2 separate regions of the Mus musculus genome follow, and region 1 is linked to region 2. A link is a contact called in public HiChIP or PLAC-seq data. All regions are on one chromosome and are shown on one strand. The core of a region is the stretch at or near the end of the contact, and the rest is flanking DNA. Distances in the headings are between cores, read along the strand shown. Region 1 overlaps Mosmo (modulator of smoothened). Region 2 holds the start of Eef2k (eukaryotic elongation factor-2 kinase).

Region 1 (7,569 bases), core at 3,736-6,235, 130 kb after region 2:
TGTCTCAAAAATAACAGCAGAAAGCAAAACCAGAAAGAGAGGGAAGGCATATAGCACACAGCACACCATGTGTACCAGGTGGGACTCAGCTTCCTTCTTTTTCTGTGATTTATTCTTGTTACTGTTTGGTTCACAACTCTGCTGGGATAATTACATAAAGTCTCTATCTTCTGTCGTGTGTGGCCTTTGAAGTCTTTCTGACTTTATCTGACAGACATCTCAGCCTGTGCTGAGGGTTCTGTGGACAGAAGGTAATTTACAACTCTGCTTAAACTTCTTGATTGAGCAGAAGTCAGCTAGAAGTGAGAAATGTGAGGTGCCTTCTACACCTCTTTTCTGGGCACCTGGACAGCCTGGCCATGCTGTGCTCTTCCAAACTCCAAGGACTACCCTAGAGCTCCTCTCAAAGACTCCTAGGGACACGGTTTTCCCTGTTTTCTTTTCATGCTTGCCTATCTGTCTCCCCTCCTCTCCCCCTGCCTCCTATCTCTGATCTTCAACCGGTGAAAGAGCCTTAGCCACCTGTGTTTTATATACCTTGGATGGTGATTGTATTTAGCAAATGTCATGTGGTCAAATAAAGATAAATTGTGAACATGGATATGATCAGTGAGCCACCAGACAAATCAAAACAGTAGCAGGTCCCTGGAGGGTCTGTAAGTGTGATGGGTCCCGAGCCCTCTCAGCTGTCTACCAGGGTATTTTTTACAGCTACAGGGTTGTGAGGCTACTGGCTTTCCAAGCTAGCAGGGAGAGGTTGGGGGCACCCAGTTTAAATTGCCACAGAGCTTGCTGTTCTTAATGAGCAAGCTCATTAAGTCTGTTCAGTTTGTTTCAAGACTTTAATGTCCAGAGATTTAAAGCTGACATTTTAATTTTACTCACTGATTTAGTCATTGGTCCTTTTGCTTTTACAGAGGAGCAGCTTTTTGGAGGACCTTACTGTACTGTTCTGGAGTCAAACCCAGCTGCTCACCTGTGCTCTGCCGTTCAGTTTGGGCAAGTTATTTAATCTTTTTCTAAGCCTGCTTTTGCAGCTAAGGAACACAACTTACCATTCAGTTTGTGTGAGAATTAAAAAACAAGTAATAGCCATAACACAAATGGAACTATAAATACTGAAAACGTATTGGGAAAGGGAATTAGATAAACTGTTGTTTGGGTTAACGTGTATTTCTCACACTCACACACACACACACACACACACACACACACACACACACACACAATACCACAAATATGGCAGGAGCAGACATCCTAATTTAACACAGTAGTTTACTTACGAAACTAGCATTCCAAAATAAAAGGAGAGGCCATATGATGTTTGTTAAGGCTGCTTGCTAGTCATGAAAAAGAACCCAGCTATTTCCTCTGTTGAATCATTCAGCTTGATAACTACACGTGATTCAAGTTCAGATCTGCTGGGATAAAAGCTCCAAGCAGGGATTTCTAGAAACAAGGCTAGATGCTTGGGATTGTTTGGGGGTAGCAAGCTTAAAAACATAGCAAAACATTAGCCTTTAAGTCTGACTTTCTTTTCTCTACAGCTTGCTGTTTCCTCTAACTTTATTTTATATTTTAATTAGTTAACTAATTAATTATATGTATAGCTTGTGTGTGGGGTGTGTGAGTGCCACAGTATATGTGAGGTCAGAATATTGGGAGTTGGCTTTTGTCTGCCATCTTGTGGGATCCTAGGGTCAAACCCAGGTCATCAGGCTATGTGAAATGCTTCAACCCCTTGAACCATCTTGCTAACTACCATCTGCAAATTTTTTTATAGTATTTCTTTTCTTTTCTTTTTTTTTTTTGAGATCGGAATATAATTACATCATTTCCTCCTTTCTTTTCCTTCCTCCAAACCTTCCCATATACCCCTCCGTGCTTTTTTTCAAACTCATAGCTTCTTTTTTCATTAACTGTTTTATATCTACATATGTGTGTGAATGTGAATTTATATATATGTACATATATTCCTAAATACATAATTACAACCTGCTTAGTTTTTATGTAACCAATTGGTGTGCTCTTCCCTGGGGAAGACTATTTCTTCCACACTCGGGACTTCTTAGTCACCTGTAGTTCTCTGTGTGGAGCGGAGGCCTCCTGGGCTCTTCCCACCCCTTCCACTTTAGCATGATTAATGTTGTTCTTGTTCAGCTCCTGTTTAGGAAGACATGTTGGTAAGACCTTTTGAGTATAGCTTCTGAGATTCCCAGGAGACATAATCTCAGAGCAAACGCTGGGTCCCTCTGTCTCTTAGAGTCTTTCTGCCCCTCCAACTACCAACCAGCCATCTGTAAGCAACACTGTAGTTCACTGGTTGTATCTAATTGAAACCTGCTTAAATCATCCTCAATACTGTCTTCTCATTATAACTAGTATTTCTGTTCTTGTTCCTTGGCCTTGGATCTCATGCTGCAAAAACATTAAGACTAGTCATCTCTATTTAAAATGTGCTTTGGTCACCTTCCTGAGGACCATGTGTCCTGGGCACTTCCTCCAGGTAGGGAAGTCCTACTTCTAACCCAACTCCACTCCTGCTGCTTGGGGACTGTAGCTTCTCTGCACAGATAGGAAACACCCAACCCCCTGTAGCCCAAACCCTGCCACTTGAGGACCCCAAGTAGCATGGACCTCAAGTAGCATCCCTTATTCCTGCTGTAACCCTAGCCCATGCCACAAATCTTTTTCTAAGATTTGTATCAAGAATCTTTTAATTTTTGCTCCTGTACTCATAAACTTTACCTAGTCCTGGCTAAGCTGGCACCCCTTGTAATACTCTATTCCCACATCAGAACTAAACTCCAAGTCCCATTCATTTGGTCTATAACTTGACAAGCTGGGGTAAGAGCAAACAGAGATCCAAATGCCCACTCAAATCTGGGACAGATATCCACCCACAAAACACTACCAAGGACCTAATTCCAGATGTCTAGGTCCCACTACAACAAAACAAACAACACAAATAACTAAAGACAATATGTCGCCTCCAAAAATGAGTTTCATAGTAATGGTTCCCAAGAAAATCAGCCTAGGTACTGCACATAATTATTTCAAAATAGCAATTCCAATTATGTTCAAGGAACTCAAAGAAATATGAATACACAGTGGACTGAAGATGACAAAAACCCAAACAGCTGAATGAAATAAAGAAAATGATTCAAGATAAGAAAACAGAATTTAATAAAAAGAAATTTTGAAGAAAAACTAAACAAAAATAAAACAAAGTGAAAAACTGAGTAAGTCAAACTAAAAGCTCAATGGAAAGACTCACTAACAGTATGGATCAATTGGAAGAGAGGATGTTAGGATTTGAAGATAGGTACATGATTGGATTACTTAGCCAAAGAACATGCTAAATCGAAAACAAAACCACCAAAATCCTTTAATGGAATGTGCAGAATCTCTGGGACACAATTAAAAAGACCAAACCAACAAATCATAAATATAAAAGGAGAAGAAACCCAAAGCCACAGAAAATATTTTTAAGAAAATCATAGAAGAAAATGTTCCCAAATCTAAAGACTCAAATGCCTATCAAGATGCAAGAGGCATACAGACACTAAAAAGAAAAGATCAGAAAAGAAACTCCCCACATAATATAACATTCAAAACACTAAATATACAGAACAAACAAAGGACTTTGAAAGCTGATAGAAAGACCAAGCCACATATAAAGACAGGGTCATCAGAATAACATTTAACTTTTCAGTGGAGACTTTAAAAACCAGAAGAGCTTGGACTGATATTCTGTAAGTTCTGAAATACCACAAATGCCAGCCAGACTTGGCTACTATACCAAGAAAAGCTATCTATCATGGGCCAAAGAGAAAGAAAAACTTCTACCATAAAAATAGATTAAAGAAATTTACAACCACTAAGCCAGCTCTACAGAGGAAAGAATTGAAATCCTTTGGCCTAAAGAGAAGGATAAGCACATTCAAAGGAGAAGAGGGAATAAGTAATTCCAGAACAGTTCGTCAAAGGAGGTCTTAGAAAACACTACAAACACAACGAAATGATGGGAATACACAACAATTCTTAATAGTGATGATCACAATTCCCCAGTAAAAAGACGCAGACTGACAGACGGGATTAGATAACAGGACCCATCTTTTTGCTTTCTCTGAGAAGCATGCCTCACCATCAGTGATAGACACCACCTTCTGGTAAAACGATGGAAAGTAAATGGAACTAAGAAACAACAGGGCTTAACTATTCTAGTATCTGACTAAAATAAGACTTTGAATAAAAAGTAGTCAGGGGAGGAGGGTCACTTCATACTCATTAAAGAAAAAAAAATGACCAAGAGGATACGACAACTTAATACTTATATGTACCAAGCACAACTGTACTCAGTTCTATGAATAAGTACAATTTGATTTAAAACCAGATTAACTTCAACAAATTGACACTGGGTAAACCCAACATCCACTTTCACCAATAGATAGGTCATCCAGATAGAAACTAAAGGCAGAAATCTTACAGTTAAATGATGTTACAAACCAAATGGATCTAACAGATATCTATAGACATTCAATCCAAACAGTAAAAATACAAGTTCTTCCCTGTGGGAAGCGGGTGCGCGCACTTGTTTACTGCCTTGCCCGAGCAGAGCATGCACAGTGAGGCTGCATGCATGGGCTGCCTGCCAGGCTGGACGGTTCCTCGTGATCCAGACCTGTCAGCCTATCTGTGAATGACCTGAGCTCGTGCCTGGAGCGTGTGTGAATTCTAATTGGATGAGGTGGGGTGGAGCTAGAAGGAGGTCAGTCGGCCGAGTTGTAATAGTTTTGTTATAGCCCTTGCCGTGAGTAGAAGAAGCTGTTTTAAGAGAAGCAGTAGTAGAAGCCAGAAGGAGTATGGAGAGAGTTGTAAGAGGGAAAGCTGCAAGAAAGAGTTGTTGTTTAGCCCTTGCCCTAAGTGGAAGCCAGAAGTAGAGAAGTGAGGAGTTTTAGCCCTTGCTGTGAGTAGTAGTAGTAGTAGTAAGAGAAGCTGTTGTTGCCAGGAGTTGGGAATATAGCCTTGCCCTAAGTAGAAGGAGTTTAGCCCTTGCTGCGAGAAGGATGGAGGAAGAAGAGGCTGCTGGGGAAAAGAGCTGTAAAAGGAAAAAGCCCGAAGTAAAGAAGCCATTGCGTGAACCTGCCTTGGTGTCCGTGCGTGTCGTTTGTGTCGCCGCCACCTCGGAGGACCTGCCACACTTCCCCGCCATGGAGATTAAGCTACATATTATTAGAATGATAATTGCATCAAGAAAGCAAGCCAGAAGAAATTTTTAGAAATTAATGAAAATGAAGACACAGCATATGAAATCAACGGGACAAAATGAAGGGATTTAAGAGGAAGTTTATAGCATTGTCCCCATCCAAAAAAAAAAAAAAAAAAAATTGAGCTGGAGAGATAGCTTATCAGTTAAGAACACTGGCTGTGCTCTTGTGGAAACTTGAGTTCAGTTCCCAGCACCCACGGGGCTACTCACAACTGTCTGTAACTTCAGTTCCACAACATCCAATGGCCTCTTCTAACCTCTGAAGGCAGCTGACACAGGTGTACATACAAACATGCAGGCAAAGAACTTAAAACCCACAAAAATAAATAACTCTTTAAAGTATTTTGTGAGAGAGCTCCAATTAATAACTTAATAATGTACTTGAAGGCCTTGAGAAAACAAGAAGACAGAAAGAGATAATTAAAATCAGGTCTCAAAATAGTGAAATAAGCCAGGCGTGGTGGCGCACGCCTTTAATCCCAGCACTGGGGAGGCAGAGGCAGGCAGATTTCTGAGTTCGAGGCCAGCCTGGTCTACAAAGTGAGTTCCAGGACAGCCAGGGCTATACAGAGAAACCCTGTCTGGAAAAACACAAACAAACAAACAAACAAACAAACCAAAATAGTGAAATAGAAACAACAAACAAACAAAAATGATACAACAAACCCATAAAATAGAGTTGGTTCTTTTAAAATATTAACAATATTGACACACCTTTAACTAAAAGAGAGAAAAGACCCAAATTAATGGAATTAAGAGCAAAATGGAAGCTGTTACAAGACACTTAGAACATTCAGACAATCATTAAAGACAAGCTAACCCCCCCTGACCCCCCCCCCAAAAAAAACCCCACCTCTATTCCAAGGCCAGGTGAGGTGGTACACATTTTTAACCTCAACACCTGGAAGGTAAGAGGCAGGTGATCCCTGTGAGTTCCAGGCCAGCCAGGGCTACACCTGAGATCCTGTCTTAACAACAGAACAAAGCAAATCTGTGTTCTACTAACTGGGAAAAAAAATCTAAGAGAAATGGATGAATTTCTAGATGTATATGACCAGTCAAAGCTAAATCAATATAAAGTAAGTAAGACCCATAATAAGTAATAAGTAAACAGACTCATAACAACCAATGTGATACGAGCAGTAATTATAAATCTTCCAACTTAGGCTAGAGAGAGTTAAGAGTGCTGGCTGTCTATTCTCATAGAGAACCCAGGTTCATTTCCCAGCACCCACACCAATGTACATAAAATTTATATATTTCCCAACTAAAAAAAGTGCAGGACCAGATGGCTTAGGCACAGAATTCTACCAGACCTTCCAAGAAGAACTAACACCAGCATTCCTCAAATTACTCTATAAAACAGAAAAGGAACACTTGAAAATTCTTTTTATGAAACCAGTATTACCCCCATAGCAAAACCAAAAAAAGACCAAACGAAAAAAGAAAATTGTAGGCCTCTCTTTCTGATGCACAGACACAAAAATTCTCAGTAAAATACTTGCAGGAAGACAAATTCAGGAACAATTAAAAGATCAACCAGTATGATCTAGTCAGTTTCATCCCAGAGATGCAAAGATGGTTCAAGACAATATGCAGAAAAGGCTTTCTAAAAAATTTAATATCCCTCATGATAAAAGTCTTAAAGGATGTAGAAATATGAGAGACATCTCAACATAATAAAGGTAACTGCTGTACAGGACTATTCTCAGAACTAAACTTGCCACCACCTTGAGGAGTACAGTTGGGTCTGCTCCCCAGGGCATCACAGCTGGGTTGTTGACTGTCTACCCCTCCCTAATTGGACATGGCCTCAGGGTTTCTATGAAGGGCTGGATGATATAGTCAGGAAAGTATCAGGGACTCCATTGTTGTAGCCATGAGGGAGTCAACATCCACGATGGGTCCTACTCCCAACCTCTAAGCCACTGACTGCTCTTTCTGTAAGTAAGCCCAATAAACTCATTGTTTCCTCAAAGTAAACTTTGATGAATTTGCACCTTGGCTTGTCACTGGGACTGTGGGAGGAGCAGGTAGACACTGTCTGTCTTCCATGGGAACGAATAGTACCACCAGCATCTCACAAGTCCACAGCTAACATCAGGCTCAACAGAGAGGGACTGTTGCACTTCCACTAAAATCAAGAGTAAGATAAGGATGTCTGATTTCTTCACTCTTGCTCAATACAGTACTTGAAACCTTGAACAATAAAACAAAAAATGAAGGTAATAAAAGAGAATATAAGTAGGAAGAAGTCAAACTATTCTTATTTGAAGATATAATTCTATACATAAAAA
Region 2 (7,300 bases), core at 1,654-4,153:
TTCATAGGCAGGCTGGCCTCCAGTTCCCTATGTCGAGGCAGTGACCTTGAACTTCTGACTGTCTTGCTTCTTTCCTCCCTAGTTCTGGGATAGGGGGCATGGTTTATGAAGTGCTGAGGTGAAACCCAGGGTTTTGTGCCTATTTGGCAAGCATGCTATCAGGCCACATCCCCAGTGCTGGTTTTTCATTCCAAAGAAACTGAGAAATGAGTCCAGTGCTCAGGGCATCATAGACAAGCTGGGTGCTATCTAGAGCAGCCTCTACTGGCCCAGCCAGAGACCGTGTCTCCCAGCATCTCCCGCAACTTAGTGAGACCACGTGATTGCATTTAGGCATATGAACTGTGGCCCAAATAACTCTGCACCACGACCGGGCCCACTCATCGGCCCACTCATCGGCCCACTCATCGGCCCACTCATCGGCCCACTCATCGGCTCACTTTTCACACCTTGACCAGGGCGGGCTGATGACATTTCCACAGCATCACAGAGCACCTTCTCTGAGCTTCAGAAAGGACAGGGGCTCCATCACCTGACCCAGGATCGCAGGACACTGTGCCTTCCCTCAGTCACCTGTCTCAAGCTATTCTCCTTACTCAATCTATTGCCAACTTGTCCTCCTTCACATCTATTGACACAGCCCCTCCTTCGGAGCTGCCTTCCATTCCCAGGAGGCAGGTGCTATTTGCTTCTTTCTACTGGGGAGAAAGCTGAGGAACGGAGGACTTCAGTGACTTGCCTAACAGTAGTCTCTATTTCCTTAACTAGAACACCCAGGAGCAGCTAGGAACCTCCCCTGAGAATTTCTTAGAAATGCAAATTGGGCACCTCCCCGCAGAGCTCCTCAAGGAAACTCCAGTGTGGTCCAGCAATCGGAGGCCGGCAAGCAAGCCATGCAGGGGGCAGCTGTTGATAGAACCACAGCCCCGCACTCACTCACTCACCTCTGACTCTTCAGCCTGTGAAATGTTACCGTACTGCAGCGACTGACTCAACCCTTTTCTTTCTCCGAAGCCTTGTAGTCTGTACCTGTAGACCCTGGTTGCAAGAGTTTAGTCAGATACTCTTTAATTTGGTGTGTGTGTGTGTGTGTGTGTGTGTGTGAACACGAAGGTGACTGTGGAAGTCAGAAGAGCACACTGGATGCCCAGGAGATGGTGTGGCACGGGTGAGCCACTCAGCCAGGGCAACCGAGTCCCCATGATCTTACAGCTCTTTCCCCTTTCACTTCAGAGGTAAGTGTTCTCACCCTCTGAGCCGGCCATGCTCCCCCACCCCCCCACAGGCCCTCATCCAACAAGCTTTTAAGGCTCAAACCCAGGATCATCCCAGGTGTAGACCCGGTGGCACCCTGGGACTTGGAGGTAACTGATTCCTGCAGCTGCCTCTCTCACCAACTAAAGCCTTCCTAAAGGCTGTTGCTACTTGGTTGCTGTGCCTGATCCTGAAGTTTTTCTCCTTCACAATAGAAATTAAGGTAGAGAAGGAACCCTAAAAACAACTCGATCCTGCCGTGCACCCCTAGGTTCCTACAGGCCGTTCCCAGGGGGGAATTAACAGCTGCCAGCTGTGGATGACAAGATCTCTTGGGGCGAGTCTGATCAGTGCAGGGTAAAAGGTTTGAAAATACTATGTTTGTGAAACAGCGTGGCATGAGCCATTCAGGAAAGTCACGCCTAACGCGCTCAGACTCTCAAAAGAACCCAGTTCTTTGGAACAAAGGAGTCGCTCCCCGCTAGCCTTCCTTTCCCAGGAACTGTTGCCGCAGCAGAGAGGGGTGAAGAGCTAGCTGTCTAAGGTCGGGGTTTGAACACGGCCTGGACCCACTCCCTCCACTGGCTTCGTCCTCCTCACAGAGCAAACAGCACCTTCCCCGGGAAGTCTTCCCAAAACTTCACTCTTAACCCCTACACTCACAATCCTTGTTTACTTACTCTACATTCCCTACCTGGCCTCTGAGGATCTGGGGTCCACTCTGGACCTCGGCTTTCTCCTCCGTAATATCTGTTCAGTGGTCCCAAGCCAGGGAGCGCCTCATCGCGGAGGACGCAGAAATACTCCCCCAAGGAGAATTCCCAAGTCAGATCTCACTCTTCCGAAACGCACGCGATCAGTCACACACAGGGCGCAGCTGGGCAGGTTTCCCGCAATCCCCTTAGCCGACACTAGCTAGTTTTGGCCCAGGGCTCACCCAGGAGGTCCCCGCCCCCGCGCCACCAACTGCATACGAATGCTCAGCCCCTTGGCGCACAAGTCTCCAACGCCTGCCAACACCCCAACTCCCTCAACCAACAATGCTGCAAGGGCGTATGCAGCTCAGACCTCGAGGTTCCGAGAACTGAGGCCCGCATAGGCCTCTAGTGTGGGGAACCCGGCGAGGGGAAATGTTACTTGGGCGTTTCAGGGGGACAGGCGGGCTCGCCGAGGCACAGAGGAGACCCGGGCGGAGGCCCGCGTGCGCTGCCTGGTGCAACCAGAACTGCGCTCACCGCTTGCCAACGTCTTTCTTTCCTTCCTTACAGACGCAAACACTGAGCCTCGGGGGAAGCTCTGCAACCAGAGAAGCGCCCCAGTGGCCTTTCGGGGGGCTGCTGCAGCGGGACGCGCGGGCTCCCCATCTTCCCGTCACCTACCTCCCACAGTGTGGCAGGCGCGACAGCTGCTGCCCACGGCCGCAAGGATCCCAAGGAGCTGGCAAAGGCTGGCGGCCGGGCGCTCCAGGGTGCAGGGAGGGAGGAGAATCCCCGGTACAAAGCGCAGGCGACAGAGAGCCAGGCCCGCAGCCGCAGTGGGGCGCCTGAAGACGTCGGAGCGCTGGAGCCGAGCACGGGCTGGAGTTGGGGCTGCTGCCGCTGGGGTTGGAGCTGGAGGCTGGAGGCTGGGACCAGGGCTGGGGCGGGACTGACGCACGGGGCGCACGCCCGGGCTCACGTGGCCGTCCCCGGGTGGCCATCACCTCCATGCAGCCGCCGTGTTGTCTTCTGGCTCCCCCGCCTGTTGAACGCTTCCTAGACACCTGGGTCTAACGTTAGATTTCATGCTGTGTGTCTGGTGGCGCATACCCTTAACCCCAGCACTTGGAAGACAGACTGCGGGCGGATTTCTGAGTTCAAGGCCAGCCTGGTCGTCTACACAGTGAGTTCCAGGGCTGCACTGAGAAAACCTGTCTCAAAAAAAAAAAAAAAAAGGGAAATCTTAAGGATTTCATGACATAATTTTGAAGAAATTTAACACTTTCAAGAGAGGGAGGGGTAACGAAGGAGCAGGAGGGGGCAAAACAACAAAAATTGTGTTAAAAACTCATAAAGAATCCAAATTCATGGTAAGCACATATGTATTTAATATTTACATATAAATTTATAAATATAAGTATAGAAAATTATACACGTATATGTAAATATTTAATATATAACCTATATATTTTTGTTTAAATTTAATATTTGTATATAAACATATATTCGGTTTAAATTTATACAGTTCGGCCTACCTGACAATTCCAACTATTTCTATAATTTTTAATTAATAACTTTATCAGGGCCGGGCGGTGGTGGCAAATCCCAGCACTCAGGAGGCAGACACAGAAGGATCTTTGTGAGTTCAAGGCCAGCCTGGTCTACAGAGGGAGTTCCAGTACAGCCAGAGCTGTTACACAGAGAAACTTTGTCTTAACAAAAACAAAAAAGAAAAATCTTTGTCAAGCCTTCCTGGACTCTCTGGAGGGAAAAATCACAGTATTCCTAACTCTGAGCCTAGGGCCTGGCACATAGTGCTTAATGGGTGGGAACTTGGGCATGGTGGTAGACCTCTGCAGTCCCCAGAAAAGCAAGGCCAGCCTGGGCTACATGGTGAAGCCCTTTCTCAAAACTCAAATCTGGTGCAGTGCATGGAAGGAAGGTAGCCCTTGGAAGATGTAAAGACTGAAAACCAGTGGAGGCAGGCATGTGTACTTTGAGGTCATATCTCACCGTATACTTTAGAGTAAAAATCTAAACAGTTGCACATTTTGAGCTATTTGTCCATCCAGCTGCAGTCAGCTATATAAGGTATGCAGGCACGACTAGCTGTATTGTACAGATCATAGGACTGAGACTTATAAAGAATGTATCTTGCCCAGGGACACAGTTAGGAAAGGGTGTGATCTATTTCATTTAATAAAGCAACTGTTAATAGACTTACTGACAGGAGAAACACCATAATATCTATTCTGCCACAGGCTTGTCTGGCCTGGGCTTTCAGATTAAAGACCTGAAGACCTGAACCACCTTGAAGTTGTACCAGCAAAAACACCAGAAACATCCTCTACACTTTGTACTTCCAGAACCATGAGCCAAAAATCCACCTTTTAAAAATTACTTATTTTATGTGTATGGGCGCTTTGTCTGCATGTCTGTCTAAGAGTGTCTGGTTGTCCAGAACTGGGATTACAGTTGTGAGTTGCCATGTGTGTGCTGGGAATTAAAACCAGGCCTTCTTGAAGCACAGCCAGTGTGCTTAAGTCTCAGCCAGTGGTTCTCAACCTGTGGGTCCCAATCCTTATGTCTGGGTCAAATGCCCCTTTCATGGACTGACTGTGTGCTGTAAGCTGAAATAAACCCTTTCCTCCTCAGGTTGCTTTTGGTCATGGGTCTTATCACAGCATCTGACGGTCTGTAGTAGTGTGTTACTGGTAACAAAAGGACCTTGCACACAGGCGAGAGTACTCCTCATACCATTCCTCACAACCTTCCTAACTGTCCTCCACTTAGCACACGGAACAGGCTAGGAAAGTGGCTTTTCCAAGGTTATACAGAGGCATGGTTTAGCCCAGATCTGGGTCTATGCAGATCTCTTGTGTCCTGTAGGCTCTTTGGTGTTTGAGAGCAGTAAACCTGCTCTCCCAGGGGAAGTCAGGACTTCAGACTGTTGTCAGCATGAACATTCCCCGCAAAACATTTGATTCCCCCCCCCCATCCCCTTTCTTTTTAAGAGACAGGATCTTTCTACACAGCTCTGACTGTTGTGGAAACTCACTGTGCAGACCAGTGCTTCTGCCTCTCAAGTGCTGGGACTACAGGCATGCACCACCACACCAGACAAGTTTGATTTTCTTGATTAAGATCCCATGTTGCCACATGAACTCAGAAAGACGAGTGCTTTGTCCTGGAGCTGCCCAGCATGACAGCTCGAAGGATGTGTGCCCCACCTGGCCTGCCCTTCTGGAAGATCAGCCCCACAGCACAGGGAGCTGTACCACCACTCCCAGCTAGATCCATATTTTCAGTGTCTACTTTCCAAATAGATAATGACACTGAGTATGTTTTCCGGTACCCGTCAGATGCTCCTATAGAACCTAGCGATTCCACTCTCAGCTATATGCCTAAGGGTAAAGAGATTATGCACCATGCAAAAGAAATTGGAGGTGTTGATAAGATGGCTCAGGAGGTAAAGCCATTTGCCAAGCCTGACACATAATCCCGAGTCCATCTCTGGGACTCACGTAGCAGGAGATAACTAATTCCTGCAGGATATTGTCCAGCCTCAACATACATACATGCACATACACAAAATAAATTGCTGTAATTTAAAAAAGAAATTAGAATAGGTGCCCACATTTAAAATACAACAGCAAACCCAGCTATGTATGGGGCTGGATGGGGTGGCACATGCCTGTAATTTTAGAACTCAGGCCGAGGGCTGAGAGATCGCTTAGCCTTTGAGGACACTGGCTGCTCCTCCACAAGATCAGTTTCCCAGCACCCACATGGTTGGTGACAGCTGTGGCTCCAGCTCCAGTGGCTCTGATGTCCTATTCTGGCCTCTGCTGACACCAAGCATCTGCTGTGGTACACAGACATACATCCAGACAAAAATTTAAAAGTGGCTGGCTCACTATGTAGAAAATATCCAAAATATACAAAAAAAGAATAAATAAGTTTAAAGAAAAAAAAAAAAGGCTGAAGCAGGATTGCTAGTTCAAGACCAGCCTGGGCTGCATGGCTAGAGCAGTTTTTTTGTTGTTTGTTTTAAAGATAATTTACTTCATGAGTGTTTTGTCTGCGTGTACCACACACATACATGTTGCCTGTGGAGGTCAGAAGAGGATGTCGGGTCTGGGTCTCCTGGAACTGGAGGTTTCCAGTTTTGAACCGCTACATGGGTCCTGAGAACTGAACCTGGGTCCTTTTTGAGAGCTACAAGTGTTCTCACCAGCTGAACCACCTCTCTACCCCAGGACAGTTTTTATAAAGACTAGCAGAATCCATGAAATTACTCTTCTCCTATCTTAGGGTGTTCTGAGAGTGAGGCGTCTAGCTTTATTTGCCTATATGTTTGAATAGGAAAAGATCTGGAAGAATCCAGACCAGTTTAGTTTTGTTCTGTTTTTGTTGGTTTTTTTTTGTTTGTTTGCTTTTAATGCGGTGGGCCTCACTGGTAAAGGAAGACTTTTTTCTTTCAATTTTACACATAGGATTGGGCATTTAAAAATGTATGGGCACACTTGTGGTACCATTCAAACATAGAACCCACTTCCTTTATGTAGAAGGGGAGGCAGATTTATGAAGTAGGGACATGAACAATGGCTCTATCTCTGCATTTTTCTTTCTTTGCTCCCGTTTCACTAGGGAACACTGGTTACTTTTATGACAGTTACAGTTAAATGTCACTTAGAAACAGAAAACCCAAAAACTAAACACAGCCTGGTTGCCCTGGCTTTTGAGGCCTCCCCACCCTTCCCTGGCATTGGCTGGGTTTGCATTTGATTTGCCCTTGCTGTGTCACGCAGGCATAAATCACCAGAGAAGCATGGTCAGCAGGCATGGGGGAGGCCAGCCAGCAGACAAGGCTGCTGGAGAGAGGCTGGGTGGGAGCAAATGGAAATCTTTGCCTCTCTGGGGTTGGAAGCAAGCAGGTCCTGAACACCTTGAAAAACAGTTGTGCTCTTCTCCGAGGCCTGTTTTTGTATCATCAGGCCTAGGAAGTGTGGAATAAACTCTGGCTTGTACTAAATTAGGGCTCTGTGTGTGTGTGTGTGTGTGTGTGTGTGTGTGTGTGTGTGTGTGTGTATGCTCAGAGTTATTCTGGGGAGACAGCCTACATAAAGAGAACTCCGTGTCCTTCCTGTGACTGCAGAAAAGGGTGATCTTCCAGGAGGGCAGGCCAGGGCCTGCCCATGTCCAGACAATAATTCTATTAGCTCTTAGGATGGGCAGGTCTGGGCAGAAGTGTTTGCCTCTGCCTTTGAGTTCAAATGGCAATGGAATTCAGATCATGTGACCTTCACCAAGAATAAAACATCAGGGCACGTGTGTTATAGCTTATC

The links. HiChIP or PLAC-seq counts read pairs in DNA pulled down with a chosen protein or histone mark.
Region 1: a contact with region 2 is called in an H3K27ac HiChIP or PLAC-seq map of embryonic stem cells, with 7 read pairs. The contact joins the enhancer-like site here to the promoter of Eef2k in region 2. A contact is called at or near these places in 6 of 115 datasets of contacts at active chromatin or transcription factors (the SCID.adh cell line, double positive thymocytes, effector CD8 T cells and 2 more) and 3 of 9 other capture datasets (adipose tissue, liver and pancreatic islet).

The regions. Positions count from the first base shown.
Region 1 is chr7:120,711,282-120,718,850 of GRCm38.p6, reverse strand. All of the region lies in intron 1 of Mosmo (modulator of smoothened), which reads right to left. Among named protein-coding and RNA genes, the nearest start is that of Gm51495, 23 kb to the right of the region's middle. Within about 2 kb of position 4,985, at least 13 of the 459 cell types and tissues checked have an H3K27ac peak or open chromatin away from gene starts, as enhancers often do. A contact at or near this core is called in embryonic stem cells, where this site is marked.
Region 2 is chr7:120,838,434-120,845,733 of GRCm38.p6, reverse strand. It overlaps Eef2k (eukaryotic elongation factor-2 kinase), which reads right to left and starts at 2,903. Exons shown (of 18, transcript NM_007908.4): 1 at 2,634-2,903. It overlaps Gm36449 (a long non-coding RNA gene), which reads left to right and starts at 2,223. Exons shown (of 2, transcript XR_378468.3): 1 at 2,223-3,135; 2 at 4,214-4,607.